Linked DNA regions of Neogale vison: region 2 is linked to region 1. Evidence: chromatin contacts called from public Hi-C data. All regions are on one chromosome and are shown on one strand. Each heading gives the region's core, a stretch centred on a gene start, on an enhancer-like site or on the middle of the called end of the contact. The rest is flanking DNA. Distances are from core to core; before and after follow the strand shown. Region 1 holds the start of SHCBP1L (testicular spindle-associated protein SHCBP1L). Region 2 overlaps NMNAT2 (nicotinamide/nicotinic acid mononucleotide adenylyltransferase 2).

Evidence for each region. Hi-C and Micro-C count contacts between places; a contact is called where the count stands out from the background.
Region 2: a contact with region 1 is called in a Hi-C map of muscle, with 6 times the contacts expected there. The contact joins the enhancer-like site here to the promoter of SHCBP1L in region 1. A contact is called at or near these places in 2 of 3 Hi-C or Micro-C datasets (fibroblasts and muscle).

The regions. Positions count from the first base shown.
Region 1 is chr10:49,656,132-49,660,122 of ASM_NN_V1, forward strand. SHCBP1L (testicular spindle-associated protein SHCBP1L) reads right to left here and starts at 2,302. Exons shown (of 12, transcript XM_044266135.1): 1 at 2,188-2,302. The coding sequence starts at 2,302.
Region 2 is chr10:49,943,307-49,947,374 of ASM_NN_V1, forward strand. The region is part of intron 12 of NMNAT2 (nicotinamide/nicotinic acid mononucleotide adenylyltransferase 2); the gene reads right to left. Among named protein-coding and RNA genes, the nearest start is that of LAMC2, 75 kb to the left of the region's middle. Within about 2 kb of position 1,840, the one cell type or tissue checked has open chromatin away from gene starts, as enhancers often do. A contact at or near this core is called in fibroblasts, where this site is marked.

The DNA.
Region 1 (3,991 bases), core at 1,052-3,551:
TTTCTGTCAAATGGATGAATAAAGTCTTTAAAAAATTTTTTAAAAAACACGTGTGTGTGTGTGTGTGTGTATTCTGCAAGCATATATTCTGTAAGTGTGTGTGTACATATATATATATTTTTCTAACCCCTTTATGGGAAAAAAAGATCTTTCTTCCCAGAAGTGACACTTAAGCTGAGTCTTGATCATGAAAGCAATATCTGTGTCATTTTGAAATAGAAGGAAATTTAAATCAGTTGTACTTCCAATGCTTGGCAATAACTACTGTTAGATTTTGGAATATTTTCTTTCTATAGTTTTTCCTATCACATTATTACATAGTTTAGATCATATTAACTTTTTAATTAATCTTTTATTTAGGCTAAGCATTTTCTTATTACAAATTATTTAAGTACATTATTTCCAATAGCTGTGTATAATTTCCATAAACCCATACTTTTAGGTGTTTGAGCTACATTAATTTCCATAATAATGAGTATGCCATTTTGATACATTTGTACTTAAGTTTTGCCTGTATTTTGTATCCCCCACACTCACCCCCCAGGGAAAAGTGGGATTCCCAAGTCAGGATGTGTAAACATTTTAAGACTGCTAGTATTGCCAAGTTGTTTCCCAAAAAGGATGTGTATGAATTTCTACTTCCATTAGCAGATATGTGTTATGAAATAGTAGATTATAGACACCTAAGCTAGGAATAGAATGGGAGATGGAGTAGGATAAACTTTCCAGGCAGAGAGTCATTAGTGATTTTACAGAAGGGTAAAAGAATTTGGTCTCGGTAGCTTAGTATGGCTGGATTAGAGGGGGCAAACTGGGGCAAAACCTCAGGTTGGAGAAATATACAAACAGAGAGTCATGTATGTTATGTGTATAAGTAGCTGAATTCTAACCATACCGAGAGACTCTCCCTTATCTAACTTGATATTCCACTCTCTGATCTAGCACCCTCCATATCCACTCCCACATAAACTTTCCCCGGTCATGCCAGTACATGTTGGCCAGTCCTCTCTGGCTGGACGCAGTACATCTCTGGCTGGGTTAGGTTGTGCCTTCACCCTATTTATTGGACTGGTGGGCTGGAGGGGGTGTGGGGTAGGCCCTCAGTGGTGCATGTAGTCTTCCAAGGCAGAAGCCTATGTGTCATCTGCAAGCACGGGGGACTCTAGCTTTCAGTGGGGATAAGTGAGCTCAGAGGATTCAGGGGAATCTGGGGATTCAGTATCTCCCATTGCATCAACCACGATATCCTCATACCAAGGCTCAGGGTCTCTCCCTCCCAATCAGAGCCTGACTGGTTTAGCAATCCAGCCTCTGAGAACTCACCCTTCCTTGGAACTCCATCCCCCCCTCTTTTTTTTTTTTAAAGATTTTATTTATTTGAGAGAGGGAACATGAACGGGGAAGGGGAGGAAGAAAAGGAGAGAGACTCTCAAGCAGATTCCCCACTGAGCCTGGCGCTCAAGGCGGGGCTCAACCCCAGGACCCTGAGATCATGACCTGGGGCTGAAGTCAGACACTTAATTGACCAAATCACCCAGGCATCCCTGGAACTTACCCTCATAAAAACCCCAGAGCCCATGTTTTATCTGCCCTTCAGCTATAAATGAGTCTCTTTATGTGCCGCAGTGGAGGCCTTTCTGGCTTTGACACTTCACCTGAAATTGGTTATCTCGGCCATTTCTTTGTCTTGTGCCAGTAAATACATAATCCTCAGCAAGAGAACATTGATTCCATCGTCCTTACAACACTGTCTCCACCAAACCATTCCAGTTCCTGACATCGGACCACCAGGGTGTTCCCGTCCCTCTCACCCACAGCAGAAGTTGGAATAATTGCAATGACATAGCATGCTAAGAGTCATCAGTATACCATGTACCACCAATGACAGCGTCCTCATTGATGGTGGTCTAGAAGGTGATTCAGCTCCAGCATGTCATTTTATAATCTGCTTCCTTACTGTTTGTCTTAGCTTGGGTCTCCTGGGAGGGATGAGAGACAATGATTTCCATAAGGAGAATTTGGGGAGGTGCTTTTGAGAACGATACCTATAAGAGAAGGAGGGAATCAGGAATGGACAAAGAGAACTGTGGAACTATGATGAGTTTGCAACAGAGTTCTCAGCCATTCATCCTGGAAGCTCTGGGCTAGGATAGCCCTTTTGAGTTCTGGCGGGGGATGGCCCTTTACATCCATGCATCTTCCTGTCATTGGAGGTGAGCTGCCCACAGAGGGAGGCATGACCTTGATGTGGTAGCTCCCTTTGAAGAAGCTGCCAAACTGTCTTCCAAAGCAGCTGTGCCATTTTTGCGTTCCCTCCACCAATGAATGAGAGTTCCTGTTGCTTTACGTCTTCACCAGCGTCTGGTGGTGTCTGTGTCCTGGCCATTCTAATCGATGCAGAGTAGCAGCAGCACCTTTTGGCGGAGGGTAACTCCCAGAGAGGGCTTTAGAAGCGAGTTTTCAGCGTCCAAGAGATTGGATATCTTGAGTCTTTTTTTTTTTTCCAAGATTTTATTTATTTATTTGACAGAGAGTGAGATCACAAGTAGGCAGCAGCAGGCAGAGAGAGAGGGGAAAGCAGGCTCCCCACTGAGAAGAGAGCCCAATGCGGGGTTCAATCTCAGGACTGTGAGATCATGACCTGAGCTGAAGGCAGAGGCTTTATCCCACTGAGCCACCCAGGCGCCCCTGGATATCTTGGTTCTAAAAGAAGGCTTGGGGAAGCAAACCAGAGCATCCATTCCACATAGTTGTCAGACTACGTTATAAGAATAGAACTCTATGTTGGTAAAGTGGACTTGCTGTGGGCTCCTCTGAGCCATTGGCCTCTAACACAGAGGTAAGTCAAGCACTTGAGCTTACTGTCTAGAAGTCAGTCGAGTTTAGCTCTGGGTATTAATGGGACATAGGGAGCGTTAGCCATCCTCTCCGTAAGCCCGGGGTTCAGGGGATTTGAGGGATGGAGACAGGCACAGTTGTTGAATGTCCATGTAGCTGATCTCACTGGGCTCATGTCTTTGAGCTTTCTTTTCCTCCAGCACTTTCTCTCCATTCACGTCTTTGCGGAAGTTATATTGAAAAATGAATGGTCGAGAGCATGGACTCTGGCCAGACTGCCTGGGTTCTCTGACTTCTCTGAAGTCAAGGTAAATTTCTCCTCCTCTTTAAGGCCTTTTCCTTGCCAAAATGGGGCTGTAATACCAGTCTGTGGTAAGGAGTTTCTGCGCCCTTGGCCTTCTGCTGTTTAAGCCGTGCCGGTGGCACATCTCATCTGATGTTCTGTCAGCTTCTGCTTTCCCAGAGCAGTTCAAACGACTCTTGCATTTGGTTAGTGATTCTCACTGGCACGGCCTTGAGTGTTCCATGAGGCCAGCTCTGTACTCTATCTCGGGGTTGAAAAACTCATTTCCCTTCTTTCTTCTTGGAGGCTTTTCCTTGAATTGGCTCTTCCTTCCCATTGAAGTGGTGAGATACAAGAGGACGATTGTTGAGCGGGTTCCCAGGTGGAAAGGGCAGGCGGCGGCCTGGCTTGCACAGACACTGAGCTAGGCCGGCCTTTGAGGTAGAAGAGAGTCTATGGTTCCTGCATACGGGCTAGTTTCCACACTGGGCTTTATGGCCAAAACCTGCTGGCCTTGTCTTGTTTCTCACAAAGACCTTCTGCCTGAATGTGGCAGAATTGAACTTGAGAAATCTCAAGTCCTGGGTATCTTTCTTTTTCTCTTGTTTCCAGGGATCTGACCACTAGCCATTGTCCTGCCTTGCTCATGCTATTTTCTTCACCTTGAATAACCTTCCTGTTTGTCTCTACCTGTCAGAATTCTCCTAGGCCAGGTTCCAATACACTAGCCCTCATGAGAACTAAGCTTGTTCTCCGCTGTGCGCTCAGAGTACTTTCTGCACAGTATTATCAACATTGAAAACCCTTCATGTACAGGGACAGATACATTTTTATATCCAGTACTTAGCACAGTCCTTGGCACATATCTAG
Region 2 (4,068 bases), core at 590-3,089, 290 kb after region 1:
GGCCACATTTCATGGTGGACTTAAACTCTCTGATGGGCTAAGCTCCTCCAACCAAGAAGGAGATACTCTTTCATCCCATAAACTCTCATGTCGTGTATATGGCAAATGGGGCACTGTCCTGGTGCTGCCCGATAAGACGGGCAAACCTAGTGTCCTCATAGCACTTACCTGCCAGGAGGGAGAGACCACAAACCAAAGTGTAAATAAGAATGCATGTGGGGGGCACCTGGCTGGCTCAGTGGGTTAAAGCCTCTGCCTTCAGCTCAGGTCATGACCCCAGGGTCCTGGGATCGAGCCCCACATCGGGCTCTCTCCTTGGCAGGGAGCCTGCTTCCCTTCCTCTCTCTGCCTGCCTCTCTGCCTACTTGTGCTCTCTGTCTGTTGAATAAATAAATAAAATCTTAAAAAAAAAAAAAAGAAAAGAAAAGAATGCTGTGCTGGAATTAAGTACAATATTGAATATAAAACACAATGACCTTCAAGTTGAAACCAAAAGGACAAGAAGGGGCCAGACACGGGGATATCTGGGGTAAGAGCACTCCTAGTTAGGGCACAGCTAGTACAAAGGCCCCGAGGTAGGAAAAACTATTAAAAAAACAGAACAGAATAGGTAGGACTGAAGCACAGAGAAGTAGGAAAAATAGACGAGGACCAGCTTGAAGATGGGGTTCATTCCAGTTGCGAACAGAAGTCATCAGAGTGTTTTAAACAGAAGGTCTGACTTCCATTGACAGCCGGATCCAATATACACTGATTTACCCAGGCGAGCCTAAGTGGCGAGATATTCTGTAAGATCATTCTGAAATCGGGATTCAGGATCCTGACCATGTCCCCCGGACCGTGCTCTCTTCTCCAGATGAGGATGTTCGGGAATGGACAAGGGACTATCAGTAAGGAGGGAAACAAACAGGTATTAAGCCATCTGTTATGTGCCAAGCACAGTACGGGGAGCTTTCCTGATTATTACACTTAACCCTCACGACATGGTCTTCTGCGATAACGGGCCTCAGTCTTCCCTTCACAGATGGGGACATCAAGACTCAGTGAGACAGACTAGCTAGTTAGTGATTTGAACCCACTCTGGTCTGCTACAAAGGCTCTTTCTGCCACATCAAACCCCTTCGAGATCTGTTTCTTCAGATTCACATTTTAGTGACTTGAAACTTTTTTGGTTTGAAAGTATTTTCTTTTTTCTCCAGGTTTATCATGGGCTTCCTCTGTTCATTACTCCACATCTCCCCCTGGAGGATATAATTTTGTGTATGTCCAGCGGGGTTGCAAAACGTGCGAGGAGAGGTGTCCGCCGGAGCCACACAGTGAGTTAGGGGCTTCTGAAATATGCCCCACCCATTTCAACAAAAAATCCCCCACCCTTGTTCTGGCCTCTGTCCCTCTCTGGAGAGAAAGCAAGGAAAGAGGTTAGTATGACCAGCATTGAGAAAGTGAGAAGGCATTTCCAGAATGTCTCTCGTAATTGCAAATAAATGATCCTTCAAAGGGGTTTCCCAGAGGAAATTACCCCCATTCCCATTTCCAGTTTGGGGGGTGTGAGAAGGCAAGAGATTCCAGACTCAGACAAAAGCTTGAAAACCAAACCAACGGTATCTTTCACACGAGAACCAGAATCTTCCAAGATAGGAGCTAAGCCTCCTTCCCTAGAGCCTGTAAATTCGACGTTGGTTTTATCAGTGTGGGGGCCTAATCCCCTGGGGTGGAAGTGTCCACTGGGCTTCCTGGCTGGGGCTGGACTGTCTGATAAAAACCATCTGAGCCTGAAAGACCAAATGTTTGTCTTTGCTCTATGAGCCCTGGAGCCCTGGGATTTCTTCTGGAGTGGCTAGTGCCCCAGGCTCTTCCTTTGTTTATTTTCTTTGGTGGTTTTCCCATAGCTGGTAGATGTAGGAAGCAGTTAGCCCATGGCTCGTTGGCTGGAAAGATGTAGGGCACAGCCAATTAGAGCCAGCTTGTGGAATGCTGGGTTTCAAGAAGTACAAAAAGAAAGAAAAAGAAAACACAATTTCCTTACCCACCCATCTCTGGTGCCTCCGCTTCTGCCTTTAGATTTTCATTCCTTTGGGTTAATTATTGCCCCTTGCTCATTTGAAATGTAAATACCATTTGAAAGCAGCTAATACATTTAATCATTAAACTGGATGACTTGGCCTGTTTGCTGAAAAGTCAAAAGGTTCTCAAATAAAGACCAAGATAAACTATCTATTTCCCCCAGCCAGAACCATCTCCGCAGAACCTCTTACTCCAACTATTCCATCTTTCAAAGTCTTCTCTGGAACCGAAAAGCCCATCTTTCCGTCCACTTACCCCAACCCTGCCCATGACTCAAAGCCCAGCTCAAGAGCTCCCCTCTTGCAACCTGCTAGGAAATATATAAATTTCTCATTCTTCTCACTATCTTTTATGGATGAGATCTGAAGACTGGTACCACCTCCACTTTCCCAGGAGTGAGCTAGGGGTTCACTGAGCTAATCCACGAACAACATCCAAGTCTTTACTGTCTCTCTCCTCCACTAGAAAGCAAAGTGCACACAGTGGGAAGCTTTGTCTATTTTGTTCTCCCTGCTCAGTCAGCCCTAGAACAATGTCTGGCACTTGGTAGGTATTCAACGATTATTTTAAAACCAATAGATGAATAACAGGCAACATTTTTGAGCGCTTATTAGTTTCGGGAACTCTTCTAAACCTTCCACAATTTTATTTTATGCACTATAAAAAACTAATATTAAAAAAAAAAGATATTTTTAGATTGCAAGTGCCTTAAGGAAAAACAACGTGCTTATATTCATCCTGGGCTCGAAAACTCAGAAAGAATTAGCTGAAAGATTGACTGAAGGAAAGAATGCTGGAAGCAGAATTAATTTGCAAGACTGCCTTCCATTATAATATGATGGATAAAGCTAGCTGACAGCCTAAGAGCCCTAGACCACTGATTGTATCTGTGGGAGGGGAGTGAGTGTAACAGCTTCCGGCTTCAGCAATGTGTGTCCATGGCCGACCCTTTCTCTTCTGGCCTTGACTTCCCACAGAGCCTGCTCCACGCTTGGATACCTGCTTCGGTGCCGGCGCCGGGATGCCGCACAGCAAAGATCAGGTCCCCTAGGGGAGACCAACTCTAATAAAAACCCAGAGATGGTAAGGGCTGGCCCCTCTCCCCCAACTCCAGTTGCTGATCTCCAAGGCTAGCCCAGGAGCCGGGGTCTTGACTGCTCTCAGGAATCAAGAATGAAAAAACCAATGCTTGGCCTCACAAGCAGCTCTTTTGTATCCCCTGGAGAGAATCTTGATGAATATGTATGGAATTTTCTCCCCCTGGAATGTAAGGGGAAGGGTGTGTCATTGGTCAGAGGAGGTCAGAATTCATCCTGGGCTAATGGATCTTTGTGCCTAATAGGAAATGCCCAAGGGATGAGTTAGGAGGTGGGGTTGTTCCTTTGGCTGTGGTGTGAGACTTCCGGATGGAGAGCACTGATTCAGGAGTCCCGACTGCAAGACCTAGATGGACTCTGGGGAATTTGTGACCCGTTGGAGAAAGCCCGCTGGGGGACAGACCAACTCAGCTGCTTCCCAGCCCACTTTGAGCTTTCTCTACAAAAGGGTGGAGAGACTCCTGTTTTCTCTCCATACCTGTCTGAACTAGTGTGGCTTTTCTCCTTCCATCAGAATCATCAGGATTCTGAAGAACATGCGGGTCCAGGGCGTGTGGCCTTCCCAAGGAGCTTTGCTCTTCTCCCCACCTCCTGTCCCCAGTCGCAGGCAGATGCAGGGGTTTGGGCTCATGGTCACTAAACAGAGGACTGTGGCCAACAATTATCCCGTGGGCCATCAAGTAATGAAGAAATCTGGGATAGAAATAGGTCTCATATACCTCACCCCTGGTAATCTCATGGTCAGGAACTGAAAACCCTAAAATGGAACCTTGCCAGGCAAACTCCAGATGGTAGAATTTTCTGGTAGGATAAGCAGGACTCACCCTGTACCTAGTCTTTAAAGTCCAACCTTCCTTTTCCAGACCCTGAGATCCACCCATCCCCCAACAAGCACAGTGGAATCATC